Linked DNA regions of Anser cygnoides: region 1 is linked to region 2. The links are chromatin contacts, called in public Hi-C maps. All regions are on one chromosome and are shown on one strand. The core of a region is the stretch at or near the end of the contact, and the rest is flanking DNA. Distances in the headings are between cores, read along the strand shown. Region 1 overlaps ARHGAP26 (Rho GTPase activating protein 26). Region 2 holds the start of NR3C1 (nuclear receptor subfamily 3 group C member 1).

What was found. Hi-C and Micro-C count contacts between places; a contact is called where the count stands out from the background.
Region 1: a contact with region 2 is called in a Hi-C map of liver, with 1.7 times the contacts expected there. The contact joins the enhancer-like site here to the promoter of NR3C1 in region 2. A contact is called at or near these places in 2 of 7 Hi-C or Micro-C datasets (both in liver).

What each region holds. Positions count from the first base shown.
Region 1 is chr14:1,287,104-1,293,288 of Taihu_goose_T2T_genome, reverse strand. ARHGAP26 (Rho GTPase activating protein 26) reads left to right here. Exons shown (of 25, transcript XM_067005447.1): 21 at 846-999. Among named protein-coding and RNA genes, the nearest start is that of ARHGAP26, 100 kb to the left of the region's middle. Within about 2 kb of position 3,433, at least 2 of the 3 cell types and tissues checked have open chromatin away from gene starts, as enhancers often do. A contact at or near this core is called in liver, where this site is marked.
Region 2 is chr14:1,177,596-1,183,956 of Taihu_goose_T2T_genome, reverse strand. NR3C1 (nuclear receptor subfamily 3 group C member 1) reads right to left here and starts at 1,860. Exons shown (of 9, transcript XM_067005456.1): 1 at 1,391-1,860.

The DNA.
Region 1 (6,185 bases), core at 2,184-4,683, 110 kb before region 2:
TAACGTTTCCACACCTCGGTGCTGAAGTCACACAGATAAGGGGGGAAGTCTCGTAGCAGAGCGTGATGAAGGGAAAGGAGAAACTCCAAGAAACCTCCAGGCTGGCGGCAGGGAGGTGCCCACGTCTCGGCGGGCACGGTGCAGCCGGTGTCCGTGCGGTGCTGTGCCACGGCCGGGGCTGAGCCACGGGGCCGGAGCTGGGAGCGCTCAGAGCAGCTGCACCGAGGCAGAGTGGAGACCCTTTCCCCTTCCTCCTCAGCCCTGTTTGTAACAGTGCTGCCTTGTGATGCTGGGCATGGCCAGAAAAGGCTGATAGTAGTTATTGTCACGTCCTAGGCTGAAGCGTTGCTTTGCTGAGATAAACTTTAACTGGGTGATCTGTCCTTCCCTCCTTCTAAAATGTTATCCTGCTCTGTCACACAAACGTTCAGCCCTGTGGTCGCCGATTTCAGTCACAGAGACATTCCTTCCTGTATGTAGTTTGCATTCTAATTTTTTTCAGGTGATGTAGCACTTCGGAAGTCTTTGGGAATATAAAATATTAATGCCTTAAGAAAAACAAACAAACAAAAACATATTTTCTTTAAAATATTATTCATTTAAAATGTACTTGCATCAATAAAAAAATAACTGGTGTAATAATTGTATATCGATGTACAACGTACAGAAAATTTGACTGTAAGCTAACTGCCTGCCATTGGGGATCTGGCAGGATACTGCCCTATTTACAGTAGGGCAGGGATTATTAGTAGGAATGCCATATGCCTTCGCAGCTGTATGTGCTTTTTTAAGCAATAGCAGCTATGTGTGGTGTCTGATGATTCTTGGGTTTTGGTGTTTTTCAGAGGAGAATAGGAACAGTATCATCAACTCCAGCCTGGAATCCGTCGTATCCTCAAATGCAAACAGCTTCCTCAACTCCAACAGCTCTCCCCAGCCCAACCTGAACTCAAGTGATCTTGAACTAGAAGTAATTAAACCCAACAGGCCAAATTCACTGTAAGTACGGTAGTAATTAGTGTTTTATAGGCTCTCTGTCCTTAATCTTTAATCAGGGCTGTTTCTTACTCTGAATCCCAGCAGTATGTGGAAGAATACAATTTAGCATTTTAATTTTTAATGGGCGCCTAGCATGTGTCCTGCATTTTTAACTCTGCCTAAGTGGTGGGATTAGTGGCTGCGGGTTAGATCTGCTGGTGAGCTCAGCCCTGGTTATTTTGAGCACGTGGGATATTTTTCAAGCAGAGCTCCGCGTTGCTGTTTGAACTGCTTGACCCATCTGGAGATAACTCCAGCAAACACAAAGGACTTTTCTTCTGAGTTAAATCCTATGACTGTTGTCAGTACAGTTGATCTCCAGCCAAATCTGTGCCATTGCTTCTGCTATTGCTTCCTTCATCTGGAAAGTTCAAGGGAAAAAATAGCGACCTTAGCAATGACTCCCTGGGGACAGCCGAGTTATTTATGAAGTCCCCTGGACTTGACACAGCCGAGCCCTCGCACCAGTGGCCGCTCTGCTGCGGGGAATTTCCTTCCTGCCGCGGCCCTGCTGGGCCCCGGCGCATTTTCCCACAGAACCTCCCTCCCCTCCCGCACACGTGAAGATCTGCCCAGATCCCCGGCAGCCGTCGCGGGCCCTGGGGATCGGCCGGCGGGATCGGCCCTGCTGCGCCGCCGGCGGCAGTGGTGCGCAGCGACCTTGGCGGTGAGGGGAGGCCTTCCTCCCTCCATGCCCCCCCACGGGCTGCGTGCATGGCCCCCTCCCACCTAGCTGGGCAAGCCCCCAGCCCCTTGAGGGCAGGCGGTGAGCGCTTGGCCTGAGCAGCTTTCTCCCGGCTACCCGTGGAGACGGTGCAGTGCCGGTGCTGGTGCCGGGTGGGCCAGTGACCCTGGCCGTGGTCCCTCTGGTTGATGGGAGGGGACGGGGTTGGGGTCTGGGGTGCAGCTCCCGCGCCCCGCAGGGGGGCCTCAGCCCCACAGCGCTGGGACGGGCAAAGGTAGGTGCACATTGGCAGTGTCTGGGCGGAGAAGGGCTCTGGCTTTCGCCCACCAGCTCCATCTCTTTCCCATCGCCACTGCTGCCACTAAAACCCTGCGAGCAAGCCAGCCGACCTCGTGTAAGCCGAACCCAGCTGGCAGGACGCTGGGCGGGAGGAACGGCGCCCGCGGGGCAGGAGCCGCGGTAAGGCCGCGAGTTGTGTGCCGTGAGCTGGGGCGGGATGCGCGGGTCTCGTGCCCGTGCTGCTGGTGGAAGCCCTGGGGGTCAGTCACATGCCGTTGCCCCCAACAGGATGTTTTTAGTTTATTTGTCCTCCGAGGGAAGAAAATTATGTGACTCGTATTGCAGCAACGTTTGTGAGCCCGAGTCTCGTTGCGACTTTAAGGAATTGTTTGCCAGATTTGCAGTTTTTCAAATTCCAAGAGTTGCTCTTCCTAATAACTTATTTTTTAAAGAAAGTCGTAAAGAAGCTCAGCAGAACGAACCAGTTCAGGCTGTGGGGAGCGGAGGCGTCTTGCTGTCACCCAGAGCTACGTGAGCGGACTGGAGCAGAACCATTTGCTTGCGGCCCATAAGGGGCCTTTACACTTGTGCAAAGTGAAGCGGTGCCTAGCAGGGTAGCCCTGGCAGCACTTCTGCCTCTGGCAAAGTTTGTGGCATTTGGTATTTTTCCTTACATCCAGTGATTGCACACACAGGAATGTGCAAGCTTTTAGTCAAGGTCGAGCTAAAGGTTAAAAAGTGAGTCTAAAGTGAATACCTCAAAGCAAATGTTTTCTTCTCTATAACCCCAATTATGTAAATCTAATGTCTTTAATCCAATCCAATCTTTCAATAAGAAATGAAGTGTTTGACTTCATTTTATTCTCTTTTAATGCTATGTATAGATGTCTCTTCAGCCTCTGTGCCTGCTTACCCATCAGCCCGAGTCTGCTCCGCACGAGCCCATGCTGTTCTCATACTTATCTGTGCTCCTGGGTTTTAATGTTTGCTGAAACGCATTAGTTTGTCTTTAAATATTTGCTTTTAACCTAATTTGTAGTCCCATGAAAATTTGATTGCTGTATTTCCTCTGCAGTGCTGTGGTGGTTAAACATACCCAGATCGTTTCCACGTGTTTATTTGTAGCCGGCTCGAGCCTGCTGATGGTGCTCAGCCCCCACGCGGCGTTTGGGGGGGACCGGGGAGAGCAGCGTGTGCAGGGAGGCTGCCGGGCTTGCTCGGCGCTGGGGAAGGAGCACGCGTTTTTAGACAAGTAAGGGCTTGGCGCGAGTGGTTTTGGTTCCACACCAGGGCTGCGGGTCGGGTGATGGTTGGGGTTGCTCTGCTTGGGGCGGTCACCGGAGTCACCCCCAGCCGCGGTCGGAGCGGTGGCAGCGGTGATCCCCGTGCCCAGCCCACGGAGGTGCGGGGCTCCTCTGCTTCACGCCTCTGCCCCGTGCGGGTGCTGACGGGCAGTGGCGAGGAGGAGTGCCGCCGGGGCAGGAGCGCGGCGAGCAGCGCGTTGCCCTGCGGCTGTGCACGGGCTGCGCTCTCGGGGTCGGGGCGCGCTGCCTGAATGGTGCCAGTGTCCCGGCGGCGTTGTCCTTGCTGCCCTGCGGCGCTGCACAAATAATGCCTGTATAAAGCCGTCCCTGTTTCTTTAACCAGCTGGGTAATTTCAGCTTTGCAAAGCCTTGGGCAGCTCTGGGCACTGAAGCCGGTTGCTATTATCTGTTACTGCCGTGCGAGGGTTTCCAGTGCTCCCCTGTAATTACCGGACCCACAATGAGGGTGCCCGGCATCAGGGAGCGTGTCAGGGTGCCTTGCTCTCCGTGCTCCTTCAAAAACCCTGCCAAACCCTCTGCCGGTCCCGTGAGACCCATCATCGAGCCCAGCTTCAGTTTTTTTCCTGCATTCTTCACCATTTTCTGTAAGTTTTTGGCCACGGGCCAGGGCTGTCCCATCTCGGGACCTGCTCAGGAGGAGCTGCCCGGCCCACGACTGGAGCAGCTCGCGGTGCTGGCAGAATTCAAGAATTCAAGCCCTGCAGCTGAGGAGCTGTAAAATTCCAGGTGTGAGCAGGCCGGGAAGCCCCGCTTTCCTTCTTTAAAGAAAAAAGGATTTCTTTCTGAACAAGGAACTCATTGAGAGTACTAGTAAAAAAGGAATCCTGGATTTGGTGCTTCCTTCCCTAAAGTGACAACAGCAAAGGTTAGTAAATTAAAAACTAACCCAGACCAGAACTGAATTTCTTCTTTTTTTTTTTTTTTTTCTTTTTTTTTGGTGTCTGAAATTACCAGTGAAATGAATGCTTCCGTGCAGGCCATCGTGGACCAGGGCCTTTTGCTCTGTTCTGCTGCTGGGAGGTGGACGGGTTTGGTGCCCTTAGTCACTGACGTCCCTGCCCCTCGTGTCGTCGTGGTGGGCACCCAGCCCCTCACAGCATCAGGGCACGCTGCTCAATGTCTGCACAAGCTCTCGGGGTGCTGCCAGGAGAGGAGCCGTGTCGGCTGGAAGTTCGAGCTTCTTACTGTGGAGGCTGATGTTCGCGTCAAAATAAGTCTGTGAAGCTCCTGCTGATCTCAGCGCAAGGCTTGCTGGAGCAAAGACATTAAGGCTGCAAGTTTGGGGGACGTCTTGTTTCAGTTTTGCTGCAGTGAGCACTGATACATCCGATATACCCTGTGACCTTACAGCGTGTGATGTTAAAAATTTTGAACGCCGTCTGTGGAAGCGGAGAAGTTTGCCTGAGCTTTGTCTACAAAGCTTCTCGGCTCGCCGGCAGATGCTGGTGCGTAGCTCAGCTCTGCTCCACGCGGGGCCGAGCCCAGCTCCTGCTTCTCACGTCCTCCCAGGGATCCCTCCCGGCTCCTGCTGCTCTCCCGGATCTCTGCACGTGAGCGGGGCCGGGCGGCCGCGTCGGGCGCTGTGAGAGCAGCACGCGTGGGACGCGCTCTGCGTGCCACCGCTGTCCTTCGGCCGGGGGAACTCGCTCGTTTTCACCTTTGCCTTCCTCGGTCCTGGCCCTCCATCACGAGCCAGGAGGGAAATTGTTTTGCTGCAGGGCGAAGGCTCTTCCTTCCCAGGCACCAATCAGGGTTTTACGATGGGAATGCGTTTATTTATTAGGGCTGGTTTTATTTTTATGGAAAAACCGCTCTGGGCGGGAGTTGTACTGGTGAGTCAGCAGGGCTGCTGTCCCCTGCCAGGAGCTGTCGCTGCGGCGGCGGGCACGAGGGACCGGAGCTGGCTGTCTGCTGCCACCAACGCCCCACATGGGGATTTTTAAATATTTCTTTTAAATAGGCACTGATTTTCTTTACCCTTGCCTTTGCAGAGAACTTCTTCCTTAGGAAACATGACAAAACAAAAGCCAGAAAAGCCTGTATTTATAGCGTGGATATATACTTCAGCTGAAACGGGGAAAGTTTTCAAACACTGTGTGATCACAAAGCACGTAAGACTTGAGAATGTTTTTTTTTTTTTAAATCCTTAAAAGCCAGCACCTTGCTCTGGTGGCCTGGTAACGCACACCGGAGATGTGCCTTGGATGGAGTAGCGAGGGTTTCGGTCTGTTCTCTCATCGTAATTTCTTCTTGTGCGTGACGGTTTTGAAGGTGGGGTGAGGCCAGATGACTTTTCGCCCTGTAACTAGATGGGCTGGATTTTTGCGTTGCGACTTCATGAAGTCGTCGGCCTGCTCAGAAGTAGGAGCATGCAAACAATATCCAGGAGGCTTCTGCCTTTTCTCTCAGGAGGGGAGATTTGCATCCGAAGCGTGCAGGATGGTCGGGGCGGGTGGGAGAGCACCCGGAACTCCCAGCTAGGCCGGGTGGTGCTCGCCCTGGCCCCCAGGCATCCCACAGCAGTGCCCCTGCTCTGTCCCCAGCCCTGGGGGGGACCATTCTGTGCCGTGCCGTGCCGTGCCATGCCGTGCCATGCTGTGCCGTGCCGTTCCGTGCCATGCCGTGCCATGCTGTGCCGTGCCGTTCCGTGCCATGCCGTGCCATGCCGTGCCGTGCTGTGCCGTGCCGTGCCGTACCGTGCCATGCCGTGCTGTGCCGTGCCATGCCGTGCCATGCCGTGCCATGCCGTGCCATGCAGTGCCGTGCCATGCCATGCCGTGCCGTGCCGTGCCGTGCCGTGCCTGGTGCTCTCCTCGGAGCACCGCAAGCAGCACGTGGCTCCCCGGCTCTCCGAGTGG
Region 2 (6,361 bases), core at 611-3,110:
AAAACGCAGCTTGTGAACCTTGAAATAAAGTCAACGTGATTCTGTAAACAAATCCTACGTTTACAACTAAAAACCAACTAAAACTAAAGCAGGATTTTTATTGACTTCAGAAACTTTAAGCGCTCGTCGCTGCTCTGGGAGCACATCTAACGCCGAGGACAAACCTCATCAGTTTCATCTGCCCGTGTTGACTATATTTATTTTCAGCACGGAGCACAAATATTTGGAGAACGACCGTAAATTCGGACGCAAACTGTCTATACGGCTCGCCTGTTGCCTACGGCTGCCTGCAAGGGGCCGCCGGGGCCAGCTCGGGCCCGGCCCCCAGGACCCCCCCGGGCAGGGGGGGCAGGCGGGGAGCTCACACCGCCCGAACGACGAACCCGCCGGCTCCGCGGCCCGCTTTCCTCAGACTGCCGATGAAAGCCCCAGCTCTCTGTATGCCAAAGTTAAGGCTGCAATCGGCAGAGAAGTCTCCGTGCGTAAAAATTTTAAGGTGGCCCCAAGCCGCAGCCGGCCCGGGGGAAACTTCCCCAGGCGAAACCCGCCCTGAGGCCCCGCGCTGCCCCCGCCAGCTCCGAGCGGGGGGGGTCTCTTACCCTCGTTTCCCGAGCCGCCGAACCTCCCGAGCCGTGCCTAGGGCAGCGGCGGGGCGCCCTGACAGCCGCCTCCGAGCCGACACCGGACCGCGGAGCGCAAAACGGGCCCGCGGCCGCCGGCCCCTCGCCGGGCAGGGCTGGGGAGCGCGGCGCGGCGCGGCGCGGCCATCGGGGGGGGGGGGGGGCACGGCGGGGGCCGGCCCGCAGCGCCCGCACCGGGGCCGGGGGGCTGCCGCGTGCCTGCGGGCGGGGGCAGCGAGGCGAAGCCGCTCCGGCTGACGGCTCCCCCGCCTCAGGAAAAGCGGCGGCGGCCCCTCGGGGGTGGGAGACGCGTCAGGGACGCGGGGGGGGGGGGGGGGGGGGGCAGGGGTCCGGCGAGCGGGGGACACCCGAAAACGGAGCCGCGCAACGCCTGAAGCTGCGGGACCGCAGCGAATCCCGCCTCGCGAAGTGCAGTTTTCAGAGAAATGTGTCGAGACCTGTTGAGCCGTCTCGCTGGCACACCCACTTCTGCAAAATAGGGCCAGCCCACGGCTGCCTGCGCGCCCCGCAGCGGGCTCCGCTCCCCCCCCCCCCCCGCCGCTCCCCCCCCGCGGGGCCGCTCGGCGGGCGGGGGTCGCGCAGCACCGGCCCCCCCCGCCACAAACCTCGGGGGGCTCCCACCGAGCCCCCGCCGCCGGCACCCCCCTGCCCGCCCCCGTCCCCTCGGGGGGCGCTCCCCGGGCCGCAGTCCGCAGTGCCCCCCCCCCACCTACCTCCCGCGGGACCCCCCCCCCCCCGCCGCCCCTTACCTCGTCCAGGGGGGGGCGCTGGGGCTCCTTCAGCCGCCGACTGCCATCGCGGCCCCGCGGCCGGGGGCGGCCTGGGGGAGCCGGCGGGCGGCAGGAAGGGTGGAAGGGGCGCGGGCGGAGGAAGTAAACAGCCGCCCCTCCTGGAGCCGCGGCGGCGGGCGCCCGCTTCCCCCCCCCCCTTCCTCCTCCCACCGGCCCGAGCCCCTGACCTAGTCCCCGCCCCTCCCTCCCTCCCTCCCTCCCTCCGCCGCGGCGCCCCCTCCGCTAATTAGCGCTAATTGCCGCCGCAGACTTCGCTCCTTCGCTGCCCGCGCCCGGCGCCCTCCGCGCCCGCCCGCCCCTTCCCTTCCTTCCCTGCCCTGCCCGCCCGTCCGCCCGCGGGCCGGGCAGCGCGGCGCTCGGCACGGCTCTGCCCCGGCCCCAGCCACAAAATGGAGGACGGCGGCGGCCTCCTCCCCTCCCCCTCCTCCCGCCCGCCTCCCCGACGTGCAGCGGCACCGGAGGCGGCCGGCACATGGAGGGGCGGCGGCAGCGCCCGCTCCGCTCCGTGCCCTGCCCGGCTCGGCTCGGCTCGGCTCGGCACGGCCCGGCCCGGCCCGGCGCCCCTCGCGCCGCACCGCGGGGCAGCGCCCGCCGGGCCCAAGCGAGGGGGAACGGTGCGACCTGTTGGCTGAGGCGGGCAACTGCAGCCGCCGCTCGGGCTCCGAGGGGCCGCCCGCCCCCCCCGTCCCGTTCCCCCCCCGGCGGCCGCCCCGAGCCCCGGGCTGCCGGAGGGGCCGGCGAGGGGCAGCGGGGAGCCGCGGGGCCGCCCCGCTTCTCTCCTCCCGCACTTCCCCAACTTCCCGGCGACGGGCAGCGCCCCGGCCCGCAGCCGCCGCTCCCCCGAGGGCCGCGGGGTGAGGGCCCGAGGAGGGCTCCCCCCGGCCCGGCTCCCCCCGGCCCCGGGTCTCGGCCCCGGGCCGGGCCGGGCCGCGCTCACCTGCGCCGAGCCGGGCGGGGAGAGCGAAGCCGGGGGGGGGGTGGAACCGGCCGGGGGGGGGTCGCGGAAAGACGGCAAAAAGTCATGGGAAAGGCGCCTTCCAGGTCAAAAAACCGCTCCTGGGGGGCGGACAGGGGCTGGGGTGGAAGGCGCGAGCCCAAGTCCGTGGAGGTCGGAAGGGATGAAAGCCCGCAGAGTAGCTGAGGGGATGCCAAGGGGACGGGGCGGGGAGGAACTGTCCCGCTGAAAGCACAGATGTTTCCACCGAGCAGCGTGCCTCAGCTTCGCAAATCACGGTAGCGTTTCCCTAAGAGACTAACAGATTTTGACAGTTTTAAAGAAACAACTAGGCATTCATCAGATCTGAAGCTGGATTTAGATGCAGAGGCATCAGGAGGATGAAGCACTGGGGGTGCAACATCCACAGCGGTTCAGTCTGCTCGCTGTTGGGACAATCCTGTTTCACCAGTCAGTCATTCCTGACAGATTCCTGGACAAGAAAAGACCAGAAATTGTCACTGAGGAAGTAGTCCAGGAGTTAAAAATACCAATGAAATAAAACAGCAAAGTAGAAAATTCTGCTGCCTTGGAGAAGTGGGGAAAGCTCAGAGGAACAGGTTGCTCTTTCAGGGCAGAACAAGTGATTTTTGGCTTTCCCTGGAACTGGTAAAAATTTAGGTGATGGAGGGGGAGGGTGGTGATTGCCCTTTTACGTGCGTATCGATTGTTCTGATTCAGAACAATTAAATGAACTTGGGATGATGACCAGATAATGCTTGTACCAGAAGTGTGTTGACAGACTGTTAGCATCTAGAAATAGTTAGTATTGTACCCAATAAATTACTTTGCATAATACAGGTTACATTAATGAGATAGGCTTTTGTCTTTCCATCTATTTAAATCCAAATTTGGATCGTCTTATACCAAGAAGGGAAAGAAAAGGCCAAATAAAAGCAATGTTTCAAAAGCACAATTATTCTGCCCTTAATTTTTAAGTAATGAGTTGGTTTTTTTTTAGTGCAACGATGACTTTTGGAAGATACTGATACATGTTACATGATATGCAAAATAAATGCACAGTGTGTTAATCTTTTAATCATTTATGTTGTACATATGAAAAATGGTTCTAAAAATCTAGATATTCCTCTTCGATACCCCTTAATCTAATGGATTTTTGAAAGGCATATTTAAAATAGCATTCAAAACTGTCTTCTTGTGCTTCTTGAATGATGCAATGAATTTACAGCTAACAGGAAACACTTCTTCCTATCCAAGGGAAATAGAGAAGTCAGACTATTCACAAAGACTACAGAATCTTTGCTACCAGGTACAGGAATGTTGCGGGGGACTTCTGTATGAAACAAACGCAAGAATGTGTCCTAAAGCATGAAATCCTAACATACTTCTGTGACTGTACCTAGCAAATTCACTTCAATTTATTGCTCTGTGAACATTCTACCATAGAAACTGCCTGGCATTTGGCACCCCTCCTACCCAGTGAAACTTTGCTAAACTCAAGTCTAGGGTACGTATGGAAGGACATCAGCCTGCGTAGGAGAGCTGTAACACCGCAGTATGCTAGCTTCACTCTCAACTTTCTGTAGACTCAGGGAACTTGTTTACCAAAGCTGTTTATTTCTAAGACATTTAGATGAAACATCTGTTTATAAACATGCTCAGATGCTTGATTAAAACTGTTTTTGCATGGTAATGAGTAGGACATTCCTTCTCTAATGAATAGTTCTGTATCTTAATATCATCTTTTATCCAAAAGGGCATGATTTTAGTTTGCTAAACAGAATTTATCTACCGGCATCACACAGTGACATTGTACAAGAGTGCAAAACTGTGAGGAAATAGAGCATCCTACAGGCTTTTCGTGAAGGGAATGCTGCGGCAGACCAGAGTGCGATGTATGCAGAAATGGAATTTGGTCAGGGTAGAATGATTTACATTCTTACTCTCATGAAGGACGATTTTTATTTGTTGGTAAGCACAGCAGCGCTCATTACAAGGTCATCGTTGGTAACGCTCACAGTAAACCATTGGAAACACTCACAGTAAACCATACAGCTGCAGTCACGTTTGAATACAAAGTCAGGTTTGTTCGTTGTCTTCACTTGGCTACTATACACGAGAATTCTTACTTTTGCATTTGTCCCCTTTACATATCTTGTATTGAACTGAGTAGAAGAAAAACCTCAGGTATTTTCTGCTTCTAGTACATAAAGCTGGGAGGAGAACATTGCTGATCCCCGCTTCTTTCAGCTACAAGTGCTACCGCAGGAGAGCTAGCGCAAAGCCCGTGGGATCGAGGAGCAGCACTGCCCAGCCTGCTCACCTGGCCCTGGCCGAAGCGTTCTGGCCTCATGCGAGTAATGCTGTCCGACTGAACAACCTGACCATTCCTTCTCCTTTTCTTTTCCTTCAAACAGAAAAGTTCCCTCGGGTACTCCTATATCCTGAAAATAAACATACTGTAAAACCATTGTCCAGGGGTAACGTGGTACCTTGCACATAACTCAAAAATGCATTCTGCAATAACAGTCAGTTAGATAAACCCCATCCTTGTTAATACTAGTCCTCTTCTAAATATACAATTTTTGCAATATAACAGTCATTATAATATCACTGTGGCTATTTTACAAGTGTTAAATAACTAAAAAAATGAAATTTGGTTAAATAACTAAAGAGTTCAAATACAGGAGGTTTTTATGTCCATCTCAGGACATGTAATAATTTTGTATGTATAAATATTCCACGTAAAAAAAATATATTTGGAAACCTGAGAGAAGAATTATTTCTAAACAAGATTTGATTTGAGGAAGAACTAATAAATATCTGGAAAAAACAGGATCAAAAGAAGGATTGAAATGTATTTTCTGCAACTGCATTTTTCTGACAATAAAAATTTTGGCTGTAAATCAGTGTATAATTTTGAAAGAGACTGAGCAAGTAGGGCTCCAAGTCTGGTGAGCATCCAGCGTACCCAGTAGTTCTGGGGAGCCACAGGCAGAGAAGAGTGATACTGAGTTCTCAAATAATAGTTTTTAAAAATATACAAATGACTGTACATTCCTATTCCACAATATAATAATATTGCAAAGGTAATAAATTTCAACCTTAACAAATACTAAACATGGACATTAAAATATCTATTTAACTGTAACCATTATTAAATCATTAAAACATAATTATGACTCTTACAGAGATCAAGCAATTGATGGAAACCAAGAACCAACTTCAGATCCGCGTACAGCACTCCAGACCAAATGTCCGAAAGAAACGTCTGAAGCACTGAAGAGAGCTGTCTTGGTTTGCCGGATGCAGACGTAAATCTGTCTGGGGGCTAGTGTGGACAGGGCAGAGAACCCTAAGACAAGGAGGTGATGCCACATGTGACTTTGAAGTGAGCTTGCAAAATGTAATCCACAGGAAGCACATAGGTGAAAAACAGGTCTGGAGTCACACAGGGAAAAAAAATTAACCTACTCTAAACTCAAGGAAACAACTTTAAAATGGTCGTACACAAGGAAGTTTAAAATATGGGGAAATTTCTTCAGTTACAAACTGCTGACAAGCCCAATAGGAATGGAGCTGACACATGGGTCCCAGTTGGCAAACATATATATAGGCCACTAAGGATCTGTACTAAATCACTTTTAGTGCCAGAAACAGACTAGAAGAAGAAAAAAAGAAAGATTGAAGTTTTTCCAGATGAAGTGATGTGCTTGTGAAATACAATAGCAACAACTTTCCCTGTAACCTTCAAGAAAATAGTGTCTGAAATGGTGCTAGCAATTAATGGAGATCAAGTTCAATTGGTTGGATCTACTTTACATTGGCAGCACAGAGAAGTTTGCAGGCTAAGTGATTGATTTGCCAGTATTTCAGTTAAAGTACTGAAATGGACACAAATGATGTCTTTGATCTCTGAAGCAATCAATAAAGATAAGCTAAAGTTAAAAAAAAATGCTGAAGAACAAGAGCTA